Linked DNA regions of Mus musculus: all the other regions are linked to region 5. The links are chromatin contacts, called in public HiChIP or PLAC-seq maps. All regions are on one chromosome and are shown on one strand. Each heading gives the region's core, a stretch centred on a gene start, on an enhancer-like site or on the middle of the called end of the contact. The rest is flanking DNA. Distances are from core to core; before and after follow the strand shown.

Evidence for each region. HiChIP or PLAC-seq counts read pairs in DNA pulled down with a chosen protein or histone mark.
Region 1: an H3K4me3 HiChIP or PLAC-seq map of embryonic limb bud shows a contact between it and region 5, with 4 times the contacts expected there. The contact joins the enhancer-like site here to the promoter of Nfib in region 5. A contact is called at or near these places in 5 of 39 promoter capture datasets (the 3T3-L1 cell line, hippocampal neurons, liver and 2 more) and 8 of 115 datasets of contacts at active chromatin or transcription factors (cardiomyocytes, craniofacial prominence, embryonic forebrain and 5 more).
Region 2: a contact with region 5 is called in an H3K4me3 HiChIP or PLAC-seq map of embryonic limb bud, with 3 times the contacts expected there. The contact joins the enhancer-like site here to the promoter of Nfib in region 5. A contact is called at or near these places in 10 of 39 promoter capture datasets (the 3T3-L1 cell line, cranial neural crest, fetal liver and 6 more) and 2 of 115 datasets of contacts at active chromatin or transcription factors (embryonic limb bud and forebrain).
Region 3: a contact with region 5 is called in an H3K4me3 HiChIP or PLAC-seq map of craniofacial prominence, with 3 times the contacts expected there. The contact joins the enhancer-like site here to the promoter of Nfib in region 5. A contact is called at or near these places in 9 of 39 promoter capture datasets (the 3T3-L1 cell line, 3T3-L1-derived adipocytes, cranial neural crest and 5 more) and 4 of 115 datasets of contacts at active chromatin or transcription factors (craniofacial prominence, embryonic limb bud, neural tube and 1 more).
Region 4: a contact with region 5 is called in an H3K4me3 HiChIP or PLAC-seq map of embryonic forebrain, with 5 times the contacts expected there. The contact joins the enhancer-like site here to the promoter of Nfib in region 5. A contact is called at or near these places in 5 of 39 promoter capture datasets (the 3T3-L1 cell line, frontonasal cranial neural crest, hematopoietic stem and progenitor cells and 2 more), 1 of 484 Hi-C or Micro-C datasets (stem cell-derived neural stem cells) and 6 of 115 datasets of contacts at active chromatin or transcription factors (astrocytes, embryonic forebrain, embryonic hindbrain and 3 more).
Region 6: a contact with region 5 is called in an H3K27ac HiChIP or PLAC-seq map of the NIH/3T3 cell line, with 5 times the contacts expected there. The contact joins the enhancer-like site here to the promoter of Nfib in region 5. A contact is called at or near these places in 11 of 39 promoter capture datasets (the 3T3-L1 cell line, 3T3-L1-derived adipocytes, the C10 cell line and 6 more), 10 of 115 datasets of contacts at active chromatin or transcription factors (the NIH/3T3 cell line, VIP interneurons, craniofacial prominence and 7 more) and 1 of 9 other capture datasets (embryonic stem cells).
Region 7: a contact with region 5 is called in an H3K4me3 HiChIP or PLAC-seq map of neural progenitor cells, with 21 read pairs. The contact joins the enhancer-like site here to the promoter of Nfib in region 5. A contact is called at or near these places in 11 of 39 promoter capture datasets (the 3T3-L1 cell line, 3T3-L1-derived adipocytes, HPC-7-derived erythroid cells and 7 more), 2 of 484 Hi-C or Micro-C datasets (brown adipocytes and cerebral cortex) and 5 of 115 datasets of contacts at active chromatin or transcription factors (the NIH/3T3 cell line, craniofacial prominence, neural progenitor cells and 1 more).

What each region holds. Positions count from the first base shown.
Region 1 is chr4:81,999,226-82,002,182 of GRCm38.p6, reverse strand. No RefSeq gene overlaps it. Among named protein-coding and RNA genes, the nearest start is that of Gm5860, 65 kb to the left of the region's middle. Within about 2 kb of position 1,347, at least 48 of the 459 cell types and tissues checked have an H3K27ac peak or open chromatin away from gene starts, as enhancers often do. A contact at or near this core is called in embryonic limb bud, where this site is marked.
Region 2 is chr4:82,890,450-82,893,732 of GRCm38.p6, reverse strand. No RefSeq gene overlaps it. Among named protein-coding and RNA genes, the nearest start is that of Cer1, 6.9 kb to the right of the region's middle. Within about 2 kb of position 1,937, at least 30 of the 459 cell types and tissues checked have an H3K27ac peak or open chromatin away from gene starts, as enhancers often do. A contact at or near this core is called in embryonic limb bud and second pharyngeal arch cranial neural crest, where this site is marked.
Region 3 is chr4:82,116,622-82,119,749 of GRCm38.p6, reverse strand. No RefSeq gene overlaps it. Among named protein-coding and RNA genes, the nearest start is that of Gm11264, 52 kb to the right of the region's middle. Within about 2 kb of position 1,484, at least 2 of the 459 cell types and tissues checked have an H3K27ac peak or open chromatin away from gene starts, as enhancers often do.
Region 4 is chr4:82,914,446-82,917,459 of GRCm38.p6, reverse strand. Frem1 (Fras1 related extracellular matrix protein 1) reads left to right here. Exons shown (of 37, transcript NM_001198811.2): 30 at 680-829; 31 at 2,620-2,840. Among named protein-coding and RNA genes, the nearest start is that of Gm33260, 7.7 kb to the left of the region's middle. RefSeq lists an enhancer at 1-2,087. Within about 2 kb of position 1,274, at least 52 of the 459 cell types and tissues checked have an H3K27ac peak or open chromatin away from gene starts, as enhancers often do. A contact at or near this core is called in astrocytes, embryonic forebrain, forebrain and 2 more, where this site is marked.
Region 5 is chr4:82,504,254-82,507,229 of GRCm38.p6, reverse strand. Nfib (nuclear factor I/B) reads left to right here and starts at 1,451. Exons shown (of 12, transcript NM_001113209.2): 1 at 1,451-2,499. The coding sequence starts at 2,470.
Region 6 is chr4:82,033,450-82,036,635 of GRCm38.p6, reverse strand. Gm11264 (predicted gene 11264) reads left to right here. Exons shown (of 6, transcript NR_151604.1): 6 at 1,657-3,186. Among named protein-coding and RNA genes, the nearest start is that of Gm5860, 30 kb to the left of the region's middle. Within about 2 kb of position 1,330, at least 28 of the 459 cell types and tissues checked have an H3K27ac peak or open chromatin away from gene starts, as enhancers often do. A contact at or near this core is called in the NIH/3T3 cell line, neural progenitor cells and stem cell-derived neural progenitor cells, where this site is marked.
Region 7 is chr4:82,098,785-82,101,772 of GRCm38.p6, reverse strand. All of the region lies in intron 2 of Gm5860 (predicted gene 5860), which reads right to left. Among named protein-coding and RNA genes, the nearest start is that of Gm11264, 34 kb to the right of the region's middle. Within about 2 kb of position 1,537, at least 29 of the 459 cell types and tissues checked have an H3K27ac peak or open chromatin away from gene starts, as enhancers often do. A contact at or near this core is called in craniofacial prominence, neural progenitor cells and stem cell-derived neural progenitor cells, where this site is marked.

The sequences.
Region 1 (2,957 bases), core at 98-2,597, 500 kb after region 5:
ATGCTGACTTCCTGGCCAGTGTGAGGGCAGTGGTGGCACACGGTGCCAGCTCTCCCTCCATAAACATTTAGCGTTCCGTTTATCACTTTTCGCACTGCCATAGCGTTATGGCTTGGAAAGGCGGCAGACAGAAACCTTCGCAAGCCGCGTCTCAGATGTGCGCCGAGCAGCAGGGGTTCTTTAGGCTAGACTTGGCTTAATGCTGACCCTTTGAATTATACATATTTTTAAGTTTTCTTAAATATGAGAAACATTAGTTAAACATGAAAGACCTTCTCCGGAGTCCTGCTGCCGGCTATTTTAAAGAAAAATAGTTGCTTACAAATAGAAGAGGTTATTCTTAGCCAGCATGAAGGTCATCCGTCTTGAGGACTTTTCCTTTCTCCTTCTCTGCCTTCTCTAGATTTTATTCCTTTTTCCTGCCATCTGCATATCATCAAAGCAAGTCAGTTATGTCACAGTAGAGAAGCCTACCACCATCCTGAGAGAACTCCCCCCAACCCCGGGTCAAAACGCTCTCCTGAATCATCATGTTCAAGGACCCTGGAATTTGGTTCTCTCTTCTGAGATGGTTAAGACCTATATAGTTTCAAGTTATTTGGAGCTTTTCATGAAAATAACCTAGCATGAAGCCCTCGGGTCATTAGTTCTGCCTGACAGAGTACTGCAGAGAGCAGAAACTTTCATTTGAAAAGAAAATTCATGGCGAGAAAGCTGTTGTAAAGTTCTGAGTATTCATTAAGGTATTCGTGGCGAGGCAAAGAGACCCTCAATTTAAACTAAGCTGAGTAATTTTGGAAAATGGAGCCGCAGCACCAGGCTCCAGGTATGGGCTGTCCTTACTCACTAGCAGCTGTGTGGGATTTGCAGTTTCTCCGTGTTTTATGTGATGATGGCGCAGGCCGGCTCAGCCTCCAGCACTGATTGCTATTCGGGGACCAGGTTCTGGATTTGCTCCAATCATGTGGAATCTATTTTGGACCCGTCATGTCATACTTGAACTCTAAAATATGTCTATCGGTGAAAGGTTCTGTTTATCTTTCTCTACTCAGACTCACACAGAAAATGGAGTTCAGTCCACACACCAGTGGGCTTTTGTTCCACTCCGAAAGCCTCCCTGATCCTCTGCAACAGTAACAGAAACAGCAGCCTCAGATCCTGTCATGGCGGCTAGTTTTTCTTTGGTATCTATCACGTGCTTGCTCTTCAATTCTGCCTTCTTTGCAAATGTCCCACTGGGGCAATGGGGACTTCAGTTTACACAGATTTGCTTCTGCTTCGCAGGTAGCAAGCAGCAAGCTCAGTCTTTTGCAGGGCACAGCTGAGACCGCCTCCACGGTGGAGCGGTTCTTGCAAAGCCTGCGTGTTCTGCCAAGGGCAACGCTTCACGGTCAGGGAAGCAAGCAAGCAAGATGGAAAGAAAGACAGCTAGGCTTGGGCCTCAGCGTGAAGAACTAATCCAATCTGCTAAAAGCAGATAGTGAAGACTGGCCCAGGAGGCCACCCCACCCACTAGCAGAGGACTGATTCTCCGTTTCACTAGGAAGATGGCCATACAGCTGTGCTCTGGCCTCTGATGTGTTTTCTTTTTGCCTACTGAACCTACAAAGAGGACAGCCATGTGCATTTAGTTTCTTGAAGTTGTAAAGAAAGCTTTCTGATCGGCTGCTTCTTTTGGGTCAATCTCTGTTTCTGTCTCTGTCTCTCTCTGTCTGTCTCTGTCCCTCTCTCTCTGTGTCTCTTTCTCTCCCCACCTTTCCCTCTCTCTCCCTCTCACCACCACACACACACACCACTAAAAAGTCAAGACTTCAGTGCAGACTTACGGGCTGCTCCAATTTGTGATTTGAGTTTGACAGTATCTTCCCTTTCTGGCCTCGGTGTTTTCTTCTTGGTGGAGCAAAAAAGAAAAGGAGATGGATTCATAAAATAACTGGGGAGGAGGCATTGCTTTGGCCATGGAAGGAAGGCCTCTGAATCTTTTAACTGTGATGCATTTGAAAGAAGACCCTGTAGGCCACGTGGTCTGAATGACATGAAATGTGTTGGAAATGACTGAGCATCAGCATTAGCTAGAGACTCCTGAGCACATGAGCTTACACTTCCATAATGGGGACAGGCTCTCTCTGGGTCCATGTGTTGAAGAGGTGGCTGTAATTTGTTAGTGACTGTGGCTAAAATGCAAACATTTTCCAGTCACATTCGCAGGAATCTGAAGCTAACCACAGTCTCGGGCACAGCCGTGAGGAAACGCGTCCCAGCTGCACTGCTGCACTTGGCGACCCTGCTGGGAAGCCATTCACAAAGCTGCCAGTCTCCCTCGCTGGACCAGTGCCACTGGAAACAGAAGTGCAACTTTATCACTTGACTTCAAGGCGTGGGTTTCCAGCGGCATATGGAGGCAAGGCAGGCACAGACCAGCTGTGGAAGAAGCTCCCCTTTCAGGGTGTGGCAGTGGATATGGGGTGCCCCCTCCATGCCTGAGGGAGAAGGCTCAAAAGTCTGAACAGTGGAATTCTTTTCTTAAGGAAGAGCAGGAGGAGCAGGGAGGGGAGCAGGAGGAGAAGGAGAAAGAAGGAGAAGAAGAAGAAGGAGAAGATGAAGAAGGAGAAGATGAAGAAGGAGAAGAAGAAAGGAGAAGAAGAAAGAAGGAGAAGGAAGAAGATGAGGAGGAGGAAGAGGAGGAAGGAAAACAGCAGCTAATTTCTCCACGAACTGTAAAACAGATGAGAACTCAAGGCTTCTTGTGTGCCCCTGAGAAACAAAGTTCAAATAACCATTGTACAGCCCAGCATCGCCAAGCCATCTGCACCACAGCAGTAACCCATCTCAGGATGTTCTGAATTGTTCTTGCAACTGCACACAGAAGCACTCCAGACTACTGTGGTTAATGGTGCCGAAAGCAGCACTGGAGTGAAATCAGAGGTGTGCTATGAACAGTGATTTCCACTTGAGCT
Region 2 (3,283 bases), core at 688-3,187, 390 kb before region 5:
CTCGTTGACTTGTTCACACAACAGTGGACACGTAGGGGACGTGGAGTTTATAGTTGGGGCTGTTACAAATAAAACTGCCGTGAGCATTCATGTGTTAGTCCCTGGACGGGCATAACGCTATCTCTTCCGTTGTACAAATACCTAGAAGTACAATGGCTGGACCATTGTTGTGTAGTGTCTGCTTCTAAGAAACCACAAAACTGTTTTCCAAAGTGGTCACAGCATCTTCTACTTGCACCAGAAGAGTCCAAGGACTTCAGCCCTGCCAGCTGCTTACTGTGGAGGTCTGCTCCCATGAAGCTGGTAGCTCCACCACACTGTCGGGTGAATTCATGTTTGCCTGGTGACTAATGGTCTTAGTATTACTATATCTTCATGTGTGTGTGTTTACCATCTATAGATCTTCTTTAGAGAAATACCGGTTCAAATCCCTGCACCATTAAAAAAGCTTTTTTTTCCCCTTGAGTTTTACTCTGCATAATAAAATGTTTTCTTCCAGTGCTTGGCTTGTCCTTTCATTCTCTTGGCGATTTCTTGGTTGAGATGTGTTGTTCGTTTGCATTTGCTGTTGGTTTGAATTGGTCAGAGGGTGTTTTGTTTTGTTTTCTTTTAGAACTTTTTGTCTATGCTTATGAGGGACTCTTTTCTCCTCCCTCCCTTTGTCTCCCCGCCCCCCTCTCTCTCTGTGTATGTGTGTGTGTGTGTGTGTGTGTGTTTTAAGAAAGGATCTTATGTGGCTCAAGATGACTCAGAATTCCTTGTGTACCCGAGGATGTCCTTGAACTCTATGATAAACTTATATTTAGCAGGTATTATTTGGCATAATATGCTTATGTCATTGCTTATAATTTAGATCATAAATACAGGACTGGAGAGATGACTAAGGGCACTGGCTGCTGTTCTTCCAGAGGTCCTGAGTTCATTTCCCAGGAACCACATGGTGGCTCACAACCATCTATAATGTGATCTGATGTCCTCTTCTGGCATGCAGACGTACATGCAGTTAGAGCACACACACACACACACACACACACACACACACACACACACACACACACATACACTACATCCACCTCTCTCAAAAGTTTCCTGATCTTTCCAGTTTGCTTCTCCTATCTTAAGGTAATGCCTGATCAACTTTCTGTCACTATAGATTGGCTTGTAACTTCTAGAATTTTCTATAAATGGACTACATATGCACTCTACTATTTTTGCAATTCTCTTTCATTTAGCATAATTATTCTCAGAATCACACCACTGACTAACTGCAGCGGGGAGGAGGAAGTGGGGGGGTGAGAACTGGCGTTTTAAGGTTCTATATCGCAAGTGGTAACTTTCTCATGTGTTAAGGCATTTGTGTTCAACGTGGAACTGTTTTTAGGAGACGTCCAGATGACTACAAAAGCCCTCTTTGAAGTCCCAGGATGCCTTGCTTTCAGACAAGAACTGTGCTGTGCAAATTCCCTTCTAATAAGAACTAAATGAAGGCATGCTACCTCGTCTGACAGAGTAGAGTGTTTGCTGTGCTAATGGGCTGAAGTTGGGTGAGAGCGAGCGACTTCCTAAGAATGGCTTCTGGAGCCACATTATTGAAGTTTCCTTTGACATTCAGCATCTAGGCACACATTTGCTGCACGAACCAAGAAGGATATGGTTATGGATCATGCATCAAATTAATAATGATCTCGATGGGGCTACCCGTGGAAAGAAGAGTGGTCAGGCCTACTCGGGAGTGAGGACACCACTCAGGGCAGAAGCTGAGAAGCTGATTAACAGTAAGTCCCAGCAGGGAAAGCCTCCCAGTTAAATGCCTCCCCCCATTGCTTTTTTCCTACCCAGCAGAATCCAGGGCAGCAGAATCCAGGTGCAGATACAATAAGCCTTCTTAGGACTTTGCATTAAGTGAAGCTGGAATTTATGTAAAGGTGTCTTAGCCTGCCTGCATTTATGATCAGCCTGGGCCCAGGCTCAGGCAACGAGCATAAACAGAGCCAGGTTTGCTCTGTTTTTCCATTTTATTGTCAATGTTTTTACACACACACACACACACACACACACACACACAGTGTTTGTCTCCTGCCATCTTGTTACTTAATTCCCACACCTAGAGGTAATATTATGTGTAATATTTTAATATTTACGTTAAAGATACTTAAGATTATGTTTCTGCATAGGTGTTGCCAAGATAGTAAAGCCAACTTTTATTTATAGAGGGTAGAAAATATAAATCTGTCCAAAAGCTTTCATGAAATGAAGGTTTTAATATTTTCAAAGAGTCGACTCGGTGCCTGTTCTTGGACAGCCTCAGAGAAGGACTGTCAATACAAGGCGCCATTGTTTTCCGTTTCTGATCCGTGATTTGCACCCTCCCTCCCCACATACACACACACAACTTTCCTTTCTTTTGGCAACTCCTCTTGCATTCTGTCCTACACTTGGCCCTGAGTCAGCTGAAAGCTTTGCAAGTTGATTTTCCGTCCCATCTGAATTACAGCTTCGCTGCGGAACTGGTTTCCATGTGTTTTTAATCATTTGTCCATGTGTTATGAGCTTATAGGGACAATATGGCTCCCCCAAGCTGCCTGCACTGTATAAGCAGAAGCTGGTAAGGCAGCCAGGAGGGGAACGGTTTTCAGACAGATGCCCCCTGCACTCTCTGTTGGTGATACACCACCTCCATCTTCCAACTGGATCACAGAAGTTGACAAGCTGCCTAGTGTTACCTGGCAGGCACGTCATCCTCCTGCCTGAGTCCCCTTTCTTTAGGAGTGTCAAGATCCCTCCCCAGAGAGTTGTCTATAAACTGTGGCAGTATGACAAAGTTCAGATACCTACTCTGAGATGCAGCCAGCTAGGAAAATAAGGAATGGTTTATTCTGAATCCTTCCAGATTTAATGGAAATTTGATTTTAAAATAGAGTCTGAGCATGAGTATTAAATATAAGTCCTCTAGGACAGAGGCCCCTCTCAGAAAGTAAAGCACGGGCAGTCTCGTGTCAGGAGTTTCCAGGCACACTGCTGTTAGATTTGGGAGGCTGAAGCAGACATTCACAAAGCTAACTGTAGAGCTTGGGCCAGGAAAAGAAATGAAACAGAAAAATGTGTTCAATCAAACGCCTGGACTTGGTGCGGTGAACCTTGCAGACTCTAGGGATGGTAGTCCTGACCCCGAATAGTTATGTCTCTGTGGCTAAGAAGATACACATGGCTCTTAGTTAAGCCCAGATCTAGCAGTCATGAAGTGACTGAATAAAGAAGGACCTAGCCCCAAGTCAGGGCACAC
Region 3 (3,128 bases), core at 235-2,734, 390 kb after region 5:
TACTTGTATTAAAATGATACTGTCCAAAACTTTCCTATGAACACACTATCCTTTTTTTTTCATGCTGTTGCACAGTAGTTTTTTTCAGTTTGATTATCCAAAAAAAAAAAAAAAATTAAAGAAAAGAGAGTAAGTTTGAGACTGTGCATTCAGGCTTCATCCTTCCTTGAAGCATGTGGCGAAGCCTTTTCAAGAACTGGATCTTCTTTCTCTGAAATACCATAAACTTTAGAAATAAAAAAAAAGAGCTCCGTTCTGATCTTCTGGTGAAATGGAGTCTTGGCAACATGTATTTTCTAAACATGTTGTCCATCTCTTGTTCTTCTTCACGTGATTCATGCTTGCAGAATGTTTGGCAGGAGTTTAAGTTCCCAAATGAGTATTCAACATAGATTAATTGACACTGTTATTTCATGGAGTATAAATACATCTGCTTATTAAAAATGTATTTATTGAAGATAAACAATTATGCAATAGAAACCATCTATAAGATATAATAACAGGACTAATTAAAACAGCAATTGATTATAAGTGACATAATTACTGAAGGTTAAAAGGAATACTGTTGATGATACTTATTATGCCTTGGGTAGACTCTAATAAGCATTTTGATCACAATTTAACATGTAATAACTTACTTATTGAATACCAAGAAAGGGATTCTCTTCCAGCTTGGTCCTCGAGGCTTCAAGAGTACTCTGGAGAGCTGAGACATTAAAAGCACTACTCTTATGATGGAGGAAAGGCATAGATTCTGAATATTAATTGTTACTGATTGTATTTTGTTTGAGAACTGGAAAGAGAAACAAATACCTTTGATTAAGCCTCCTTCCATCTTTGACAGTCAGAGGGCCCTACTTACAGTAAAGCTCCCTGCTTTCCATGGAGAGGATTTAAAGTACCTTCAAATGTTAGTGAGTTGCTTTTTCTTTAGCTATTCTCTTAAGAAATCATTTTCATTATGATGGTCACTAAAAGGAGGTTTACGGGAATTAGTAGACAGGCTTTCACTCCAGCATTTACCAGTGTATTTCCTCTACCTTCTCAGTGGTCCCCTGCTTTCCATGGTAACGTGATACACTCAGTGGTACTGGATGTGTGTGGGGAGACTTAAGATGGATAATCAGTCATGTGTGACCTCAGTCTTGGGCTATGGAAATAAGGGATATATTATAGAGTTAGAACAGCATGTGTGGAGTTATGCCCTTTCCCAAGGGTGAAAAGAAGCCCTGAAATGGAGTCAGAGAAGGAACAGACCAAATTGCAGGCAACTATCCAGTGCTTCAGAATCCAGAAGTACTTTGGAGCCAGACAACAATCTGTATTCTTAGGCAAAATGTCTCCTTTGTTTGCTCACACCCAGGCACCATCATTCTTTTGCAGACCCCAGCGTCTCAGGATGATTGGTCCAGGAGAGGACTCTGTTGTCTGCACTGCAGCAGTGTTTGCTGGTCTTGTTTACTGGTAGGATGTACGGGAAGTCAGGGCTTGGATTCAGTGGTGAAGAGCTTACATGCATCTGTCTTCTAGAAGGCGTTCCTTAACATGTTAGGAGTCACGACACTTTTGCTGTGTTTGATACTTTGGATAAAATAATCTCAGGGTTTTGGTTGAGCAAAACTTGAGAGAGTTTCAAGTGTATGTCATAGATGTTAGGATTAGATGCTAGCATTATCTTTTAGAGGAGGTCGATTTGACACGATTGTGAGGCTGAATTTGGCATGACTGTGAGGCATGCGCATGTGTGCGTGCATAAATGTGTGTGTGTGGGGGGGCGTGTATGGGCAAGTGGGTATGTCATCCCTTTGCCTTTTTTTTTTTTTGTGCATTTCTTTGGCTCCACACATGAATTTTTGATGTTAACATTCAGATCAGTATGATTTCCCCCATCCTTCCCCATGGCTTATGTACACTATATATGCCATTTGCTTATGTGTATAGATGTACTAGATAGGCAATTCTTATAGCTCTAGATTGGTCCCTCATTAAAAACTCCTGATTCTCTCTTTTTGATCCTCTCTTATCTATAGTAGTGTGGCCGAGAAGACCGAGTTCAAGTCCCTATTCTAATGCTTGAATTCCTTTTAATTATCTATAGCTGCTGCTTTTTTTCTGTTAATATTGAAAAATTTTAAATTACTACAGTGTTGGCTTAGAGAACACTCGGGAGGCATTGGCTCAGCATTGTGCTGTTCGTGTGAGGAAGTGTCCACTCAGCTGTAGGCCAACGGCGGCTGTCACTGAAGAATAAGCAAGTCTGTGCAATTAGGTACATAACATGCAGTAGGTCAGAAATCTGCCTCTTGCCCATGTAGGCCAGAAGCCTCATGAGTTAACCTCCCTAGTCACCACTGAGTTTAAAAACTACCCACTTGTCGGAATACAAAGACAGAGGCCTGATTCCATTGCTACTAAATGAATCTCTGATGAGGAGAGTTCAACGGTTAGCAGTTACATTTCCGATTTAAGGAGGTTTACAGAGTTATCTTATCAATACATAAATACTTTTGAAATATGACCTACAAATCAATGTTAAATGCTCTGGCAATCTTCAGTATAAATTATATGTAATATGCAAATTTCAACTAAGTAAGTTTCGGTGAAATCAACATTAGACTAGGAGAAGGCAACTTTGAATCTGGTTGGTAGAAACAAATAGCCAGGATTAACTTGAGAAAGATGTTTGCAGCCAGTGACTCAGTGCCCTGGCTTTTGGAGAGTTTTGCCCTTAAAATATAATGCATTCTTTACAAAGTAAGGCACAGCCCTCACTTCAAAAGGAAGAACAACATATTCTTGAATTGAGTGACTGATTACAGCCTGGGAACAGGCATATAAGTTGCCTCCAATAAGATGTTCCACTGTGGATGTTCCATATGAATGATGTCATAAATCTAGCTACAGAGCAAAATTAAGTTCCAAATTAGGTTGATTTTCAAATATATTGGCGATAGCATCAGGTAGGTAGGTTATAGTCAAGTGGAAAAAATTGTTTCAGGTTTCAGATCCTGCCTGACAATATTCTTAGCCTTAGGATTGGTAGAAGCTAATAGTCTGATGATTCCATAGGGTTCCATGATAGTCATAAAGATACTGGGTCAGACACCGAGGTAGACAATGAATGGCTA
Region 4 (3,014 bases), core at 25-2,524, 410 kb before region 5:
TGAAGAGTTATGTTAAGTTCAGAAGGTTATGTGGAATAAACTTGTTTGTACTCCATGTTAGACACAAAGAGGGGACATGGAGGCTGGACCAGTCTATGGGTACAATCCTCAGCCCATACATTCTCTCTAGGAGAGTATGCAACTATTGAACATTGCATCAATCAGAAAAATCATCCATGGGCTAGAAGATCTGGGGGTGGGGGTGATAGCAGCCGATGCAGGCAGCAGTTGGAGTACATGAATCACGTCAAGGATTCTGTGAGGTGCCTGAAGTACCATCCAAAAATCACTTCTGTCTGCTGCACCCTCTTAAGATTTTTGCAACTATTAAGATTTTCAAATCGTAGTAACTATTTATTCTAAGGCACAGAGGGGGTGGGGTTGGAAGAAAAATTATGTCTGGGATTTTGTCTACTAACCTTTTATCCTCCCCCTGTGTAATGCTGCTTACTTTTTGTTACAGTGTTTGCATTGAAGGCCGGTCATCATTGTCCAGGAACAAATGCACTCTTTTTATATTATTTGGGAGAACAGCAGGGCCTCAGTGAGTTGGTGGCAGTACAATAGCTCACTCGGGCTACTGCAGTCTAGCGGTAGACATGTTAATTAATATATTTCTCTGACACCTAGGTGATTGAAATAGCAATTAAAGAGTAATTAAAATGTTTACTTCTTGTAGGAATGTCAACTAAGATGTGGAATATAGCAATTACCTATGACGGATTAGAGGAAGATGATGAGGTCTTTGAAGTAATTCTGAACTCCCCTGTGAATGCGGTTCTTGGCACGCAGACAAAAGCGGCGGTGAAAATTTTGGACTCAAAAGGAGGTATTCTTTTGATCCTCGTCTTGAAATCAGGAGCAGTCCTGGCGCCATGGCTGCTGGCTTGCAGCAGCCAACATGCTTGATAACGCCTTCAAATCAAAATGCGTAATTTCTTGTCAAGAAAGCCGCCTGCACCATGACTCCCGGGTTCTTTATTCTGGTGTGTGCTTCATGTGGTTTTTCCTCCTGCTAAGAGCAATGGCTGCAGCGAAGCAACAAGTCAGAGCCCTGGTTGCTTTTTTCTAACCATTTGTTGTTCTCACCAAGGGGGAAACAATGTTGGTGAGAATCTATGGACAATTATTTCCCCCCTGAGTTTGCAGGGCTGTAATTATCTTTCCTCTGTTAAGGAGAGCTCTCAGTGCCCAAAACAGGAGCCCCCACTGTAGTGTGACCAGGAAAATTCTAAGAAGGGAAGGAATTGGAGGAAAACAGACGTGAAGATGCAGCTGGCTGGGGATTCAGGGGGCAGCTGGAGAATACTAATGAATGACTTGGTGAGGCAGAGCCAAACGGTTCTGGGAAGAGCCTGCTAGAGAGCAACCTACAAATAAAACGAAAAGCAAAGCCCTTGGCGCTCTGAGGGTTTGTTCTGCCAAAGTCCTTCTGCTTCCAGTTCCTTATCTATGTGACACTTTATGTGTCCAGCGTGACACTCGATTTCAAGCCTTTTTTAAATGCTTGTCATGCCCCGTGATCTGCAGTTTTCTTCCTTACCTATAATCTGGTGTCCCCTTGCTTACCTTATAATAAAAGTGGGTGTTGTCTCCTTTGCTCTGTACACCCACATTTCCATGACATCTCTCATCCCCCTTTTCTCCACACCACGTGTACTTCTTGGCCAGCAGGAATTTCCACTCACATTGAGTGTGGGAAATATACACAAACAAAAATGCTCTGGACTTGGAACGTAGCTCAGTGGCAGAGTGCTTGCTTAGCCTGCAAAAGGCTCCGTGGTTGAATCTCCGTGCTGCTAAAAATAAAATAAATATTCAGCCAGGTTCTTTCGGCAGGTCGTTTTGTTTTCTTGTTAATTGAGGTTTTGTAATTGTTCTTTAATCTTTAATTCCTTTTTACTTATGGTTTGGTGGGGAGGTCAGAGGACAACCTGTGGGGATCTGTTCTCTCCTCTTATGTGTGTTCCCAGGATCAAACTCTGGTAGCCAGGGTTAGTGGTCAACATCCCCACCTGCTGAGCCACTTCACTGGCTAGTTTGTTTGTATTTGGTGGGCTGTTTTCTGCACCTTCCCAGAAATATTCATTGTTGAAGTTTCTAGTAGAGACTCTCTTAAGATTCACTAGGGTTTTGTCCCTTTAGAGTTGATTGCAAATATTTTACAGCTGCTGCTTGTTCACCGCTCCCTTTAAACAATCCTAGTTTGTACCTCTAAAAGACTGGAGGAAAACTCGATTCCTTTCCCAGTGTTGGGAGGGGGTGGCACTTGATCGGTGAATAAACCTTCCATGTTGGGGAGGATCACAGGAGGGAAGTGAGCCGGTTTCCTAAGCGTCTGGAATGATTATCAAGCCATGACAATGATTTTCATCTATGATTTGTGGGATGGATTTCATGAGTTTATAATCACCCCATCCATGTGCAGAAGGGATACCGCTTTCCCAGGTGGAAACTGATGACGAGAGAGGGAGTTTCTGGCAAATGGGAAAAAGGCAACATCTGGTGGGAAATTCATCCGTCTAGGTTTAATGACAAGCTGTTCCAGGAACTGTGTCAACGCCATTGCTTATGTGTTTGTGTAGTGTACTGATTGCCTGCCATCTTGCATGCCTCCAGGACGGTGCCATCCTTCAAATTCCTTCAACCAAAGCAAGCACAGCACGTGGGGGAAGGGCCCTTGGCATCCGCTGCCCTCAGGCTCATCCTCGCTCACCACTTCAGGTTCTCCTCTTCTGGAAAGGCCTCCTCCATCTTTCACCAGTGGAGATGCTCTTCAGGGTTTTGGTCTCACCGACCTCACTCAAAGGAAGACAATGACCCAGGGGAATGGCAAATCAGTAAGGATGAAGACTGGGAGTGGGTGTGTGGGGATGTGTGATAAGTGGCTGATACAGTGCAGAACGGTTTGGATTCTCATAGTGAGTGCTTTGTGGAGTCATGCAGTGCCTTTTATGTGCAAATATCATTATGCTGACCCACTCCACTAACTGTGCCAACTGAAGCGGTAGGCA
Region 5 (2,976 bases), core at 202-2,701:
GGGCTGCAGCTGGTAGACTTGGCAAGCTCGCCTCATTAAGAGCGCTTTTTGAAAACGGACTGTGTTTGAGCATTTCCCTAATGAGGACAGGACGGGGTTAAAAAGTGACCATTTCATGGTTGACTTGAACCTGCCTACTTTTCTTGATGTGTCGTTGTGAAATGCTTGATGTGGGTAACTTCCACTTGGGGAAGGAAAAAGTCACTGGTTCTTTCAGGTCCGCTGGGGGAGGGCACGGTGGTCAGGAGTGCGAGGACTGGAGAAAGTTGAGGGGGGGAAAGTCCAGGACGCGGGGTGGGAGCGGGAGGCCGCGGGGGGCCTGGAAACGCTCGGCGGCCCCAAGCTAGGGCGACATGGAGCCCCGGGCGCTCACTTTTCTTTCTCCATTGTCTGGGGCAGCCTTTGATTCCTCCATTTCCCCACCCACCCCTAGCGGAAACCCGGAATTTGGGGGGCGGTGTGTGTGGGAGAGAGTGCCCGCGCGAAAGGGGGTGCTGGCCGGTCGCCTCCAGGGTCCCGGGAATCAAGTTCATTCACTCGGCGGGGGGCGGGGCGGGGAGCCGGCGGGAGCCGCCGGGGAGACCCGCAGCCGCACACGCACCCCGCGCGCTCCCGCCCCGCAGCCTCGGGCGCGCCGCGGCCCCGCCCTGCCCGCACCCCCGCGGGAAGGGAGCCGCTTTCCGCCGGCGCCCCGGGCTCTGGGGGTGGGGATTGGGACGCGGCCAGCGCGGCAGGAGGAGGAGGAGAGGAGGGGCGAGCGGTGGCGCGGCCTTCCCGCTCCGAGCGCGGCCACGTGCACCGGGCGCCGGGGGAGGGCGGGCCGCTGCGGCGAGGCTCGGGGGACCCTGGGGACCCCGGCGCCCCTCTCCGATCGCCAGTGCGAGCTCCGGGCTGGGCTGCCCGCCGCGCCCCGGGCTCCGCGCCCGTCCGCTGCAACTCCAGGAGGCCAAGTTCACTCTGGCCCCCGCCTCCACCCTCCCTCTCCCTCCAGCCGCCTGGGGTGCTAGAGTCGGCGCCCTAGCCCCGGCTCGGGGCGGCCTGGGTGTGAGGGAATTTTCCATTCGTTTCTTTCTTGGGCCCAGGCCGGTTCAGGGCTTCTCCCCTTAGGATGTTCTCGCGTCTTGAGCGTCTGCAGCGAGCAGTGAAATAACCTCTCCCTGGGCGGGTTTTCGGGGGTAAACGAAGAGTGGCAGAGAGAAGAGCTATTTTTGAAAAAAGAAAAAAGAAAAGAAAAGAAAAGAAAAGTCCCAATACTGTGGCACCGGTCTGATACCTTTAACAAATGAGGGGGAGAGACGCGAGGGCTGGGGGAGGCGCGCGGGAGGAGGAGGAAGGTGGGGGGCGGGGGGTGTGGAGAGGCTGGTGCAAAAGGAACGCGCGTTTGCAGGAGGAGGAGGAGTAAAGCGGTGATTGTGTAATTAAATAATAAAACAATCCTTAAGTCTGATTTGGAGAGAGCTCGAGCGGGGTCCAGAGGGTGGAACCGGTGAATCTTTCAACTTGCAAGTTTTTCAAGGAAAGAAAGCGAGAGAGGGAGGGGGAATAGAGCCCAGGACAGAAAAGAGGAGTTTGCAGCCAAGCGGGATCGATCGTTTGGGATTTTTTTCAGGAGGTCCTTCCGATCCTTTCCGTGGGCTGTGGCCAGCGGCACCGGCAGCGGAGTCCACGCGCGGCGGGTCAGACCCGGGGCGAAGCGGGCGGGCGGCGGTGCGGCGGGGCAGGAGCGCAGCAAAGGCTTTTCCGCCCGGGAGCTCCGCGCCTGCGCCCCCTCCCTCACCCCGGCCTCTCCCTGCTCCCCCCCACCCCCACCCCCACCCGGCCCTCTCCTGCGCGCGCCCCGCCACCCGCGCGCACTCGCTTGCGCTCCCCCTCGCGCACACACGTGGTCGGCTCGCAGCAAAGTTTCGCCTGCGATCGCCACTCCCGGATCCTGCTGCAGTGTTGGCGGCGGTAACCTTGAACTTTACCAGCGCGGTGACACATTCTCCTCGCTTTCCCCACCGCCTGGCCTCCTGCGCCCCCCTCCCCGCCTTTTTTTAAAAAAAACATTTCACCACCCACCATCACCCCAATCCAACCCACACCGAACCCTCGCGCACCCCAACCCCCAACAACAAACAACAACAACAACAACTGCAAAACAGAAAACAAATCCCCTAAACCAGGCGACCAGCAGCCTGCACCAGCGGCGGCAGCCTCGGAGAGCTCGGCCGGCGCGCGCGAACCGCAAGAGGGTTAAAAGTGTAGATTGGATTTCACCCCGGGAAATCTAGCTCGCCGAGTGAACTTGAATCTTTGGCTATTTAAGGAGGACTGGGTTTGTTGCGAAGTTGCGGTGAACCGGCGCAGTGCCCCGTCCTGATTGATCGCATCGCTGGGCTCAGATGACTGTAAAATGAATAGATGAAATCCTTGCTTCTGGAAGATTTTCTTGGGCATCTCCGGGAAAGTGCGTTTTAAGGCGAAGTCATGATGTATTCTCCCATCTGTCTCACTCAGGTACTTATCTTGGTCGCTTTCTCGAGCTTTCTCTGGCCCCAGACGCCTTTGTTGTGTCTTCTTGCTCTTGTGCTGCAGACCCTCAAAGGCTTTGCCTAACCTTGGCACACCCTGGTCTTCCCCGAGAAGTAGTGCGGAGTTGCGGTGGGCTGTGCGGGCGGCGTGGGACCACGGCTGCCGTGTGCGCCCATCCCAGCGCCCGAGCGGGGAGAGCCGGCACCGGGCGGGCGAGGCTGCTGGGGGTGGGCAGGGCCGAGACCTGCGGCCGTGAGCCCCTGTCCGCCCCTAAGGAGATTGCGGCGAAGGCAGCGGCGGCGGTGGTGGCCGCGGCGGCACCCTCACTCCCTGGCCGGTGCGCGTGGGGCGGACTCCGGCTTGGGAGCGTCTGTAGATGGACTCTTGGGCAAGGGGCTGAGAACTAGGCTTGAGCGCCTTTGGACTCTGCTGCCCACAGTGGGCGGGTGACGCCGCCAGTCT
Region 6 (3,186 bases), core at 81-2,580, 470 kb after region 5:
TCCTCTGTGTGCAACACAACATTATTTAATCCACCTGGTTATGAGAATTTATGAAAACCCTTCTGTTTAACCCATGGTCATTATAAATCTAGCAAAGCACTTTGAATACAGCAAATGCTCTGCTGAATTGGTAGGTAGGTGGAGTTAGATCATGGCAAGAGCTTAAAACAAACTTAAACAATAACATAGTTGGGATCTATTTAATAATTAATATTTGGACAAGGAGGCACACAAATTTCTCAAGGTCATTCAGATTTGCAATTTATAAGATGCTCCCAGTGTGGTGTTTCAAAAACATATTTACAACCAGCAAAGCACACTGCTGGAACAAAGCTGCCCAGATGGGCACTGCCTGATAACAAGTTAGGACATGGGCGGGGGGCGTCTAAAAGAAGATCCAAGTACGAGTGTCCCCAGAAATGGCCATATGCCTTACGTAGTGTTCTAATCAGGTAGATGAGGTTGTATGGCCAGGTACTGGGCTAGTTTTAGCTGTATAAGGTGAAGCAGAAAACAAGGTAACCTGAGCCAAATCCTGCAGGGCCAATGGGGTCCATATGGACACGATCAGGCACTCGAGCATCCTATATTGCATAGCCATGTGGCCTGAGCCACCAGGCTTCTGAGCATCTGGGCTTCAACAAAGCAGACCTCTGAACAAACTTCATCTTCAAAGGTGGCTGTAGACAGAGGGCTTCAAAAAGGGCTCAGGGATCTCTGGGTAACACTCAAATCTGGCTACACTAAAAAGTCCCTGTGTACATGAACAGAGGCTTAGCTGTTCTTTAAACAGCTCATTAGTCATGCCTGAACCTTATAAACAATGCAATGCCCATAGATACATGTCATTCCAAAAAATGTTTGAAAGATCATCTAGACACATCTAAATTTAATTTGATTTGCTAATTTGCAAGAACCAAGTCTAATAATACCAGCTGCATGGGCCTCAACTTCCCCTCAATCAACTCCTCGTCAAACAGTGCAGACACTTGCCTATTCAGATGATCACACTCATGAAAATCATTACTACAAGGTTACATGCACAGGCAGATCATACATCTTCACCAAGCCTAGGGTCCTATACACTCTCCTGCCCATGCTCTACAGCCTATGCTGGACCATGCAGCTGCTTGGGGTCACTCTTTGACCACCACTGTAGGTAGAACAGCTGTGGTCACAACTTAGCCAGAGAGTTGCTGCCAAGAGAGGGATGAGAGCTAACCTAGGGAACAGCTTTTTCTGTTCTGAGTAGGTTAGGAATGTGGGTGGAGCCAGGGATAATGGGCACAGCTGATGTCACTTTTTCAAGAAGGCAGGAACCCCTTTCCTCCACGGAGAGATGAGTGAAGGCAGCTGCATGCTGCTGATGCAGCAGCGAAAATGAGCTGGTAGAGCCCAGCTTCAGGAGGAGCAGTTGCTGTGGTCTGGAGGGCAGCACCAGGTCACTGGGCCCTGCTCCAGGGCTCATACATCATAGGGAGAGGAGGATGCTGGTCCTAAGGAATTGGCAAAGGTTTCTGATTCATTGTATTTGTGAACCACTGTGCTATCATGTGTGTGTGTGTGTGTGTGTGTGTGTGTGTCTCGGGGGACACAGTCTCACCTTTTCCAGTATGTGTGAACATTATCCTTAGGGATTTTTTTTTTCTTTTGCAGCTTCTGACCAGCAGAAAAAGCTGAGGATTGGTGGCACTGAATGAACACATGTAATGCCCCCGTCCTTGCTTTGAGAGCTTATGCTCTCACTGTCTTGAATAACGAGTACCTCGAGTAACCACAGAGTCTCATCTAGACCCCTTTACCCCATGCCTGATGCAGTCCCCTTTTTTTCTGTCCAGTCCAAAGGAGCTCAGTGGGGCCCTGAACCCTAACTCTTATGGAATACATTTGATATTTGAGAATCAATGAATAAGGGCTACAGTAAGATTCAATCCTGGCCAATAAATTACCAACTGAAGATACAGGAGTGTGTCTTTAATATGGGAGTTTATGTTCAGCAAATTATTAAAGAAAGGACTCCACTGGTCATTAGATTCTACTATATTGAGTATTCAGGCTTTTCACTATATTTTAAAACATTTTAGATATATTAATTGTATAAACGATGAATTTCAGTGGCACAGTCTTATACATTCATAAGGTGCACTTTGAACATTGACTGTCAGGCCCTCCTCTTTCTCTTGTCTTTACACTCCTATATATGACCAATGCCCTTCAGTAGTTCTGACTCTCAGCCAGGCCTACATTAAGAACTTCTGTACAGGCAGCCTGCTATCACTAGCAGTGACTCTGTGAGTGGGCCTGTGGCTCCTGGATGACCAGGTTTCCTGATAAAACCAACAGATGCTGAGTGCCTTTATCTTTGACAAACATCACGAAACTTTGAACCCCTGTGCCTTTTCCTTCTTCCCGTCTTGGACCTCAGCAGACATATTTGCTGTCCTTGGCTCAGCGATGGGATTGGCCATTCTTTGAATTTACTCCTTCTTGGCCATCTTCTCAGCAACAGCTGCCTTCCCAGCTTGACTTCGGTCTCCATGAATCCTATGGATAAATCCATAAGCTGAACGCACCTGTGCCTGGCAGCTGGAAATTATAATCTCTCACTATGTGATGTACCTCCCTTCTTGAGAAGGGAGTAGGCAACAGAGCTTTAAAATTAATATTTGAATTGAACCATTACTCTTTTTGTTCTCTTGAAAAAAATCACGCCCATCAAAATTCTTCTCTCAGCATGATATTTGGATATCACCATCTAAAATAAGTTTTTATACTAAAGTATAAAGGTCCACTAAGATATCAGTCAAATATGTGGCTCTTATGATTTTGGAGAAAGAGGCCTTATTTACTTTGGTTTCCATCTTCTGAAGATTCTGTACTGGCAGGTCTGCAATATTCTGATATGGGTATTTTTATTCTTTTCTTCTTATGGATGAAACTAACTTGTCCAAAGTCTAAGGTTACAAGACGCCTCTGTAGAAACTCCACTTTTCTTTGACAGTTAAATTTAGTAACTGGGTCTCCTCCCTCCTAGCCACAGGTATGGAAGCTGACTCCTCCCCTTCACGTACTCTGCAGGAGCCCTGTATTTAGCTTTGTTTAGACTCATTACAGTCTCCAGATAACACGGGAAATATTTCCCAATGGAAATTTTCCTTTTTGTGCAAACTTCATAAGCAAAGAATA
Region 7 (2,988 bases), core at 288-2,787, 410 kb after region 5:
CAAACTGTTGTCTTTATAAGGTTTTGATAATGCATGCAAACTGTTGGATATATTTGACTATATCATTTTATTCATTTAATTCAAAATCTTTGAAATCTTTTCTGGTCTAAACCACTCAGACAAGGGAAGGGTTGAGGTTTTTAAATTTACTATCCATGTACATAAATATACCAGGACGGCAGAGGATTCATAATTTCCCTTAGCTTTCCATTATTAAGTTAGAGTCACCCACAGTCCTTTCTTAAAGTCATTTAAATCTGAACCCGTCAAACAATAACTTTAACATATTTCTGCCCATTTTTCTTGTATTTGGTTTGTGGGACACCATACATGAAAAGCAGCCTGGTGATGTAGTAGTTTTGCTGAATTTCTTAACTTCTTTCTTTCTTTCTTTCTTTCTTTCTTTCTTTCTTTCTTTCTTTCTTCCTTTCTTTCTTTTCTCTCTTTCCTTTCTTTCTTTTCTTTCTTTTCTTTCTTGGTTTACAGATTTATTTATGTGGATTTTTTATTAGATATTTTCTTTATTTACACTTCAAATGTTATCCACTTTTCTAGTTTCCTCGCTGAAAATCCCCATCCTCTCTCCCCTCCCCCTGCTTCCCAACTCATCCACTCCCACTTCCTAGTCCTGGCATTCCCTTATACTGGGGCATAGAATCTTCCCAAGACCAAGGGCCTCTCCTCCCATTGATGGCCAACTAGGCCATCCTCTGCTACATAATGAGCTAGAGACACGAGTCCCACCATGTGTTTTCTTTGATTGGTGGTTTAGTCCCAGGGAGCTCTGGGGGTACTTGTTAGTGCATATTGTTGTTCTTCCTATAGGGCTGCAGACCCTTTCAGCTCCTTGGATACTTTCTCTAGCCTTCATTGGAGACCCTGTGCTCTGTCCAATGGATGATTGTGAGCATCCACTTCTGTATTTGCCAGGTACTGGCTGAGCCTCACTGGAGACAGCTATATCAGTCTCCTGTCAGCAAAATCTTGTTGAAGCCCAAATGGAAATCCAGTCTGGACCTTATAAAATATACTATCTAATTTCTATTGGCTATGATTTTTCTAGACCTTTCTAGTACCTCTTGTCATGGTCTTATCCTTTAATCACATGGTCATGTTGACATTGACATATGCAAACTCAGACACAAGTCATATGGGTTTTCATTGGTTGCCACTGTTTGTGAAATCTATTTACAAAATCACAAGTAACTGTTCTAGTCAGATTTCACCAGGAGATGATCAGCTGATCAATCTGAAGCATGTGTACTGCTGTGCTCCAAGCCCCCACTTTCTGGCTTTGTCACACTGAGGTTCCTTAGGGCTGTCTTTCCAGGGAGATGACACTGAAAGACTAGACACATTTGTGAAGCACCATGGAAATTAACAATGAAAAGAATGTGCTCCCCCTTTGTGTAATTGGAAATACCCGTTAGCTATGCAAAAGTAGGGAAAAGAAAGGCAGCCTTGGCTCTAATCTTTGTTGTTACTTCAGTTGGGAGGGAAGCAGGGAGATTCACTGCCCTACCGGTTTAACAGAGAGACTGGAACTCTGTCCATCACCTGCGGGATCCTTTCTTGTCTTGGCTTGTTTTGGAGCTGGAACAAGGACTGAGAGTCTTAACCCTGTTTAATTTATGTAGCTTCAGAAAGAAAGGTTGTCAGGGCCCACTTGATGAGGAAAGGGGAAGAACGGCAAATGAGACTGGGGACATGTCTGAACTTCCTCAAGCTGCGCTGTCACCCTGTTCATCAGGTAAGAAGAAAAACAGATTAAAGCGAGGCCTTTGTTTCCAAATTCCAGCCTTGCAAAGGATGTATTATGATACTCATTTCAAAATATGGTTACATCTTGAAAGCATTTTTGTTAGAGAGGCATATTATCTTTAACAATGAAGCAAGGAAAAAAGCTTGGTTCTTTACAGTAGACTCTTAAAATACCTTTGCACACACACACAGATATATATATATATATATATATATATCTTTTTACATTAGCATTCAGAAATTCTTGGCAGGAACAATAGGCATGGTTCAAAGTTCACCTCATAATCATAAGCAGACTTTTTCGTCTCCCCCTTTAGTTTTTTTTTCTGTGTTTGGAGGGGGTGGAATGAGGGGAAAAAGGGGGTTACGTTTAAACATCATTCCCCCAGGATGAGGCCTAATTTCATAATAGGATAGTTTTATTCAGAGTTAACTACTTTGGTTTGGGCTCCGAATGATAATGGTAGAAAATATAAAGTAACATTTTAAAAGCTCAGACTGAAACGCATAGCGCAGCTTAGTGAAAGCATATGTTGCTGGTGGGACCTCACAACCGCACTCCATCGCGCTCTTGCCAAATCACGCTAGTTTCTGGAGCTCCTATTTAAATTCCCCCAACAAGGCTTACAGTACAGGCTCTAGGTTTCTGCTTCACAGTATTGAAAAGGTCCTTAGAAAGCTTGCCCCTGAAGAACCAACTTCTCCTTGTCTATGTAAAAATTCAAATTAAGGCTAGTATTCAGTTACAGAGTTCAGGACTTCATGCCACCGACAAGAACAGAAAAGAACATCTGCTCTTGGCACTGCTCTGGGTGGTGACAATGGCCATAGTTCTGTGCATGCGCACACAGGCTGCATGCCTGCCAAAAGAAGAGTTAGGCTTGATGGCAGTCAGCCTTTGCAGGACCCTGAGATGCCACATGATCAAAACCCAGTTTCACAGAAAGACATTGTTCAAATTACTTCGCCTGTGGCTCCTTTTCTCTAAAAGACTGAAAATACTGCGTTACTGTTTCAGTGCTCCATAAAACCTGGATCCAGGAAAGACACCCTGAACCCGAGTGTTGCCATTATGTGTGACAGTGGTCACTTAGGAAAATGGCTTCTTTGTAGTCTTCTAATATGTTTAGTAATGGATTGATTGTTTTGTTTTGTTTTTTTACTGTTGTTATTTTTTCTTCTTTTCAGGCTTTGTTGAAATTACTGTTTATGATTTTGATAGTTCTC